Linked DNA regions of Mus musculus: region 1 is linked to region 2. The links are chromatin contacts, called in public HiChIP or PLAC-seq maps. All regions are on one chromosome and are shown on one strand. The core of a region is the stretch at or near the end of the contact, and the rest is flanking DNA. Distances in the headings are between cores, read along the strand shown.

Region 1 (3,814 bases), core at 1,165-3,664, 260 kb before region 2:
TGGCTCCCACGGACCTCACCCTCAGCTGACAGACCATGGTCTTTGCTGTCTGCTTGCTGCTGGCTCTCGTGACATCTCACCCTCACCTGAAAGCCCATGTTTCTTTTGGTCCCTTGGTTGCCAGTTCCACCACCTAAAATGTGCCTACTTTAGTATCCTTTTTCTTGGGACCTGTTCTATGCTAAGGAGGAAGCTCTCTGAAATGCAACATGTTAATCCTCCATGATATAGTTTTAAATGGGAGGGCATCAATCACCACGGCTTGAGTGATATGACAGGCTGTGAGGACAGTCATGTGGGGTAGATAAGCCTGCTACCTTCCAAATTACTGTCCTGTTTCCATCCTAGGGGCTGATCTTGAAGAGGTCAACGCCTGTCAAACAGAAGTGACTTAATAGCAAAATAGAACATGCATACAGTGTTCTCTGATGATGCATGCATACAGTGTTCTCTGATGATGTAGCACCATAACGAGCCAGCCAAGGTTAAATTGAGCACAACAGAAAACACACACACACACACACACACACACGAGAGAGAGAGAGAGAGAGAGAGAGAGAGAGAGAGAGAGAGAGACAGACAGACAGACAGACAGAGACAGAGAGACAGAGAGAGACAGAAAGAACAAAGGAAGTGTGTGTACATAGTCTAGGATGTGCAATATACAGGTGTATGTATTTTAATTATTCTTAAATTATTGAGCTTTGTCGTTGTTTTAAGAATTAAAGCAAAACTGAGCATAGTCGCTTCAGAAGCACACATGGTGCCCGTGATGTCACTGGCTTTGGGTCCTGCTCTCCTGTGATGTCACTGGCTTTGGGTCCTGCTCTGCCCGTACATCAGTTCTTTAAGCCCGCACATCTCAGGTTTGGAAACCGCGGGACTGAGTGAAGGCAGCAGTGGTGTATTTGCAGAGCAGATAGACTTGACGCTGGTTCTTGAAGAAAGTTTTCCAGAGCGTTCAAAAGATGATTTTCTAAATGAATGAGAAGCAGGTATAAAAAGTGCCAGTAGGCGCCACCTGATTTATTAGCTTGAATTTACATTTAAAAATAAGATTGCATTTGTAATCTTAGAGCCCACCCCTAGTCTTGAGTGGAATGTGCCTATACATATATACATATATATTAATTTTTAAGTAATAAAATTCTTGTGACCACTTTCGCTTTCTCTGTTACTCAGTCCAGTAGGACAGACTTGTCCTGGTGTGATTAATTAACTGTTGACAGAATTTTGATTTTCTATTCAGTCTGAACTGTCTTTTGTTTGATTTTTTTTCATAATTTTTATTTTCAGTATCCTTTCTCCTCACCTCTATGTTCCTTCTTCTCTTTATGTTACCACTTTCATCTCTGAAGTCATAGCTCCTATGCCGTCCGTCAGAAAGCTTAGATGAACTCCCCTTGTTTCTGTGAGGCCCTCTTCCCCTTCAAAATAAACCACGACCATGTGGTGTGTAAAACAGAAGGCTCCCCACAGCTCATCAGGCTGTGGGGGACAGCACCCCACATGTGGAGTTAACTGAGAATTAAGCAAGGCGAGAGATAGCATTCATCAAACTGTACCCTCTGTTAAGTGGAGGAATTACACTTAACGTGGTTAAATAATCAGAGTCAGAGGTTCTGATCTTCTGCACCCTGAGCCTCTGCACTGCCATCTCCCCTGGCTACTTCTTTAAGTGATTTATGTGTGCACTTTAACTGTTCCAGGCAAGGGAAACCCAGTGCTTAATGGACCGAACACTTCTGTGGCTCTGATCTTTGTTTCCGTTAGACCAGGCAGACTTGCCAAGGTTGGAGGGTGGTTTGTGTGTCTTGTTCTGTCTCTGGCCATCTTCGTCACCTCCCCTCTCTTCCCTGTTCACGGAATGACCCCTTTCCTCAGCCTCTAAGCACATGGTCTGATAGGCAGAGCACCCCATGCGGCCTCTCCGTGGTCATTCTCAGTTGTAAAGAAAGGCAGAAATGTGGGCAAACGGTGCTCTGAGCAAGTGCTGACGGTTGGACTTAATTAAGTGTTATCTGCCGCTTATTGTTCATAATCACACCTGAACATACATGTGTTCATATACTACATTATATTAACTATACTATTATAGTGTATTACATATAATAAAGCATACACATCAAAGAGGCTGAGCAGGTTGTTTACGCCCCAAGCTTGCTTCCTCTGTTGATGGAGGATGTGTGTCTTTTTAATTTTTGTCTCTTGTTTCTCTTCGTCTTTCTAAACTTTCGAGGTATTTTTTGAAGCAGGATGTCTGTCCTGATCTTCCGTTTCACTGGACGTCACTTCCTCTCCCCGGCTTCCAGAGCCGTTTCTCCTCCTTTGGATGTGATGGTCCCAACCAGCTCCCCAGGCAAAGCTAGCTGCTGATGTGTGACTGAGTTAGTGGGGAACCAAAACCACACCACGTGTGATTAGGAACATATTTCTTTTCTGCTAAGCTAATGCAGACTCTAGGTGCCAGTCAAATTGTGTCTGCTCAGAAGGGAGGCAGTTCACACCCGTCATATCTTTAGGAGTTGCGTGTGGTTGTGCATGCCCTTTTTGTAGCTCAGGGACGTACATTTTTGCCTGTTTGGCTTCATATTACAAACCCACTTTATTGCTTGTTTGTTACAATTTCCTTCTAATTTTTATATAACTGATTGTTCGCTTTGTAGTTGGTAAGAGGGTGACACCACAGTTGTGTGTCTGTGCAGTGGTTAACTCAGGATTTTTTTTTTTTTGTTTTGTTTTGTTTTTGTGGTTTTGTGGTTCATAAAACTATTTAAGCTGCAGAATCCTAAGGAGGCCCATGAAACATGTGTGCCCTTGGGCACTCATGCTCAGCAAATACTTGTTGATTAGCCACAGGTAGAATTACTTTAGTTACCTGTATGTCTAATAATATTTGGGGAGATGGTGGCCTTTATTAAGGTAGGGGCTTAGATAATTGGCGAATTTTTACTTTTACCTTGAGGGCCATCTAAAACCTGTTAAAAGAAAACTTGCTTCAGTGTTTCATAAACTTTATGTTTTTAAATAACCTATAACTACCGTAATTCACTGCTTTAATAGCTGCTTTGGAGAAAATCCCATAAAATCTGTGAAGCACAACATGATTAGTTCAAACTTCAAACTCGAACAGTAATATATAATCACTTCATTATTCACCGTGTGTTTTTGGCCAGAAAGCAAAGGTAATTAATCACCCTAAGTACAAATGACCTTTTTTATTTGCATATAAAATTTCCAGAATCATGTGAGAGTTAAGATCTCTTTTTTACATGGAGTCATTGAAATGGCACCTAAGGCTAGGTAGGATTCCTGGTTTGCTGTAGGAACAGCACATATGTAAGGAGTCTGGACACTGCATCTGGTCGGAATATGGGGCTGGTCTCTAGTTGTGTTGGGTAAGGATTGACGGCTGGCTCTGTGACTTGACTTTCACCAGCAATTCCACACAGACTCTGTAGTGTTGGCGTCATTCAGGCTGCAGAAAATGCTACCTGTCCGTCTTTTCTAGAATGGTTAGATCGCTCCTGTTATATATCCTGAGAAGCCTTGCTTATTTTCACGTATTATCCTGTTGTTGGTAGCATTTCTTTATCTTCCTTGTAGGAACGAGCTAACTTAGTACTCTTCACTACTCTTTACTCTTTCAAAGAAAGGCTGTAAAAGCCTAGAGTGTAACGAAATAACACCACATTTACATTCTTTATTGCAGCATCCAGAATACTTACGTTTACATTTTTATTGGTTATTGTGTGTTCATGGTATGTGTCTGTGTGTGTCTCTCTGCATGTGTATGTGTGTGTCTGTGTGTCTC
Region 2 (3,874 bases), core at 491-2,990:
GGAATACATACCATATGTAAATGCATGTAAAATGACACACATGTTTAATAAGAGAACACACACATGTGCAACAGAGCCCCGAAACTTCTTTCTTTGGGTCCTTGCAAACTTTGCTCCTTTCTGCCCATTCTTACTTAATATTACAAATAAGAGAACAGACCTTCTCCCATCCCTCCTGGCTTGTAATAAGAGAAGAAGCTGTGTTGGCAAATGTACCAAGTCTCTGCCTGCCAAGTCTCACCCTACTGTGAATTTTCATTGCTGGTTATTATAAAAACCCGAGGGGAAAGCTGAAGCAGCTGATGGTGGGAAAACGAGGTTTACAAAGAGACTGAAGCAGAACCACTGAGCTCTGATAGGGTTCATACAGACTGAGCATTAACACATTGGAATTGTCAATGACGAGTGTGTCCAGAGCTCCTTCCTCATCACTGGGAAGACACGGAGTCCGAACACTCTGGGGTCCAGTTACCAGATGTCTTTGCGAGCTAGCTATTTTTTTTTCATGTATCCAACTACTTCTGAACCAATTGCATTTAGGGTGTCCTAAATGTATATACAAACAGCATTCTAAGTAGTGCTTTTTACCTGCTCCACTGACATGGCTCTGGTTGCTGCAGAGTGAGTTGCATCAACATAAAACCCAGCTCCAGCTATGATGTGGACTCCAGTCTGCTCTGCCAGCCACTTCAGCGTATGCACGTCCCTGCTGAGCCCAGTTGTCGTATTCTCCACCAAGGCTCCTCCGCCCTTAGCCTTGAAATACAACAGCTCTTCTCTTATGGCTCCTACCTCCTGATTCAACTGAAGGTTCTCTCGATGGGAATAGGGGTTTTTCTGAATCCAAAATAGATTTTTCATCATGATAGGTTCCTTGGAGGTGACTTCGTGGCATGGAGGAGGTGGGCAGTAAAAACTGTCAAAGGTCATTGTCAGATGCTCGTGGGTCAGGGTGCGTCCCAGTTGGCTGGGTTCTACAAGGCCCAGAACTGTTTGTACTTTCCCACTTAAGGAAGACATTCCTGATAGTGTCTCAGGGATTTTCTCTAGAGAGGAAAAGGGAATATGGAATTAGAAAATTTAACACAAGCATGTAGTCTGTCAGTGGAGAGTGGGGGTTGTGGATATGCCAATGAAACTAGAGAATGAATCAATGAAACTAGAGATATGACCTCATTTGTCATCTGCCCCAAGTGGGATGCATGAATAAAATGTCCCCAGTCCCTTCCATCAGGTCTCCTCTGACAGATCAGCTCTAAACTTATTTATTGGAAATATTTCTTCAGTTCAGTTCAGATTTATATTTCTTTTTTTTTTTTGTCTCAGTTTTAGCTATGCTTTTTTGGATACTTGAACAAAAATCATATAAATCCCTCCTCCCTTTGTTACCAAAAGCTCCTATTAAAATCAGCCATGCATTAATACCATTTCCCCCTTCTTATCCAAATGAAATATACTGAGGCTTCTACTCACGGTACTACCCATTTGCTCCTGAAGTAAATGAACTTCCGCTCACGGCCTGCTATATGCCCGAAGCATAACACAGAACCTCTAACCTGCCTCACTTCATAGGGGATGGCCACAAAATCATTGAGGAAAGAAGAAATGCATAAGTAGGTTTATTAATGTCAAAAATAAGAAGAAACAAGCCCTTTCACTTTCAAGGGGGTTTATTGCATAGTGCAAACTGAAAGTGACCTTTCAATACATAAAAGGAAAACTTCACTGTTACAATGAAAGTGACTACGATGTTATCTGTGATGGTTAAAAGCTGAATGTCAACACGACGCAACCTAAAGGGAGACTCAGTGAGGAAGTGTCTTCACTGAGTTTGGGTATTTCTATAGGGAATTCTCTTTATTACATTAATGGGCATGGAATGACCCAGACCATTATGGATGGCAACACGCATTCCCTAGGTAGGGGATCCAGAACTTTATCAGAGTGGAGAAATTGAGCTGAGCACAAGCAAGCAAGCAAGCAGTGTTTATGAGCTCGCTTCTCTTTGCTTTTGACTGGGTATGCTGTGACCAGCTGTCTCAGTGCCTGTCTCTGTGACTCCTCTACAATGATGGACTGTCGTCATCTGGAACTGGAGTTAAAATGAACCTCTCCCCCTCTAAGCTGCTTTGTGTCGGGGTATTTTATCACGGCAACAGAAACAAGCCTAGAATGCTGCTGAAACAGGAATCAGCTGCCATCTCTAGAAGGAGCAAAAACCTCTTTATTGCTCACATAATTTCCTTTCAGACACAAAGAGTATCTGCCCAGGTTTTTCTCTCAGTGACAGCAAGAATTCCTATTCCAGCATTCCCATGTTCAATGTGTACCCCTAATACAGCAGACTGAATGGAAAAGGTGACAGTGGACTTGGTGAATAGACACACTGTAGCCACCGCCGCCAGAGCACTGCCCGAAATGAAGCTCCACCCAGAGGACCTGGCAGACATGATCATGAGGCTGGAAGAACAGAGTAGCTTTGAAAGCTTTCAAAGTGTTCCTACCACAGACATTCTAAAATTAGTCCCCCCATATCTTTGGAAGCCTTCTCTGTATGTGGGGAGGGGGGTAGTGCATCATTTCGAGCCTGTGCATGTGGAGATCAGAGGTCAACCTCGGGTATCAGTCCTCTGAAGCCATTCACCATGTTCTTTTGAGACAGAGTCTCCCCCTGGACTAGAGCTCACAGAGAAGGCAAGCTGCAGGCTTCTACCTATGACTAACCCTGATTATAGGACTCCTAGTGTCTACTAACATACCTTTTCAGTCCCTAGGACCCACATACAATGTATGTGGGTTCTAGGGACAGAATTCAGGTCCTCATGTCTATAAGGAAAAGACTTTAACAACGGAAGCATCTTCTAGTCCCTATCTATGATTAGCTGAGCATCTTGTTTCTCATAAATAAATTAGAGACTATGCATTACTTAGGAATCAAAATAAGTAGGAATTAAGGCAAATGCAAGCGAATACTACACATAAAAATATTGTCAAAAGTGGAACACAGTCTATAGTCAACAGAGAGCAGAATTATTCTGCACTTTGACTACATCACTTCTTTCTACAAAAGAAAGGTTGTGGATCTGGTTCTGTTTTCTGGTTCTGTGGAAAAGGTTCTGTTTTCCCTGTAATAGGTCAGGGAAAAAGGAAAAGGTTTACAAATTATAAGTCAATCTTTGTCCAGCCACTTCAATGACAGTGAACTTAGCTGTCTGGGATAGTTTACTGACAGTCATAAGTGACTCATTTATATTTTTCACAGAGAACATGAGAGTTGTGAACAATGTGACTACTGAGCTTTGCTTGACAGTGCTCTTGGGCAAGCCATGCTCTGAACATTAGGCTGGACACATGAAAGCCAGCAGGGACAAAATGGGATCTGCTCAGAATTACCATACAAGTGCCAGTCCCTGCCCAGGCAGTATATTTTTTACTGATGACCTCACTGTTCAGAAAAGACAAAGTGCATTGGAGGTGGTATAGCCATAGACTGGAATGTACTGTTCAAAGCTTTATTCTTTTCTACTCAAAATAATCAGTATGTGATTACTCCTTTGGTAGAGGAGATCACAACACCATTAATAATAGATTCAACCCTCTTGGTGGGTTAATTTTCTGTTTTCTCCCTTCAGCATTACAGATGTGTTCTGGAAAGCCACAGATGGGGGCAGAAATTAGGATGAATTGATAAAACACTACCACCAAGTCTGCCAGAAAAGTAACAAAGTACACACTTAATTGATGTGTATTTGAAAGAGCAACATGGTATGTTTTATCCTTACAAGCTGTGAGCCTTTGTAAAAAAAAAATTATTTAAGAAATGTCATCCCTCCTGGGACACTCCTCTAATGCTCTCAGACACAGTTGGCTGGCT

The links. HiChIP or PLAC-seq counts read pairs in DNA pulled down with a chosen protein or histone mark.
Region 1: an H3K27ac HiChIP or PLAC-seq map of thymic regulatory T cells shows a contact between it and region 2, with 4 times the contacts expected there. The contact joins two enhancer-like sites. A contact is called at or near these places in 4 of 39 promoter capture datasets (the C10 cell line, the HPC-7 cell line, liver and 1 more), 1 of 15 datasets of contacts at CTCF or cohesin (the NIH/3T3 cell line), 1 of 484 Hi-C or Micro-C datasets (nephron progenitors) and 1 of 115 datasets of contacts at active chromatin or transcription factors (thymic regulatory T cells).

What each region holds. Positions count from the first base shown.
Region 1 is chr2:13,232,046-13,235,859 of GRCm38.p6, reverse strand. The region is part of intron 3 of Rsu1 (Ras suppressor protein 1); the gene reads left to right. Among named protein-coding and RNA genes, the nearest start is that of Rsu1, 37 kb to the left of the region's middle. Within about 2 kb of position 2,414, at least 31 of the 459 cell types and tissues checked have an H3K27ac peak or open chromatin away from gene starts, as enhancers often do. A contact at or near this core is called in thymic regulatory T cells, where this site is marked.
Region 2 is chr2:12,975,332-12,979,205 of GRCm38.p6, reverse strand. Pter (phosphotriesterase related) reads right to left here. Exons shown (of 6, transcript NM_001305437.1): 3 at 589-1,046. Among named protein-coding and RNA genes, the nearest start is that of C1ql3, 34 kb to the left of the region's middle. Within about 2 kb of position 1,740, at least 7 of the 459 cell types and tissues checked have an H3K27ac peak or open chromatin away from gene starts, as enhancers often do. A contact at or near this core is called in thymic regulatory T cells, where this site is marked.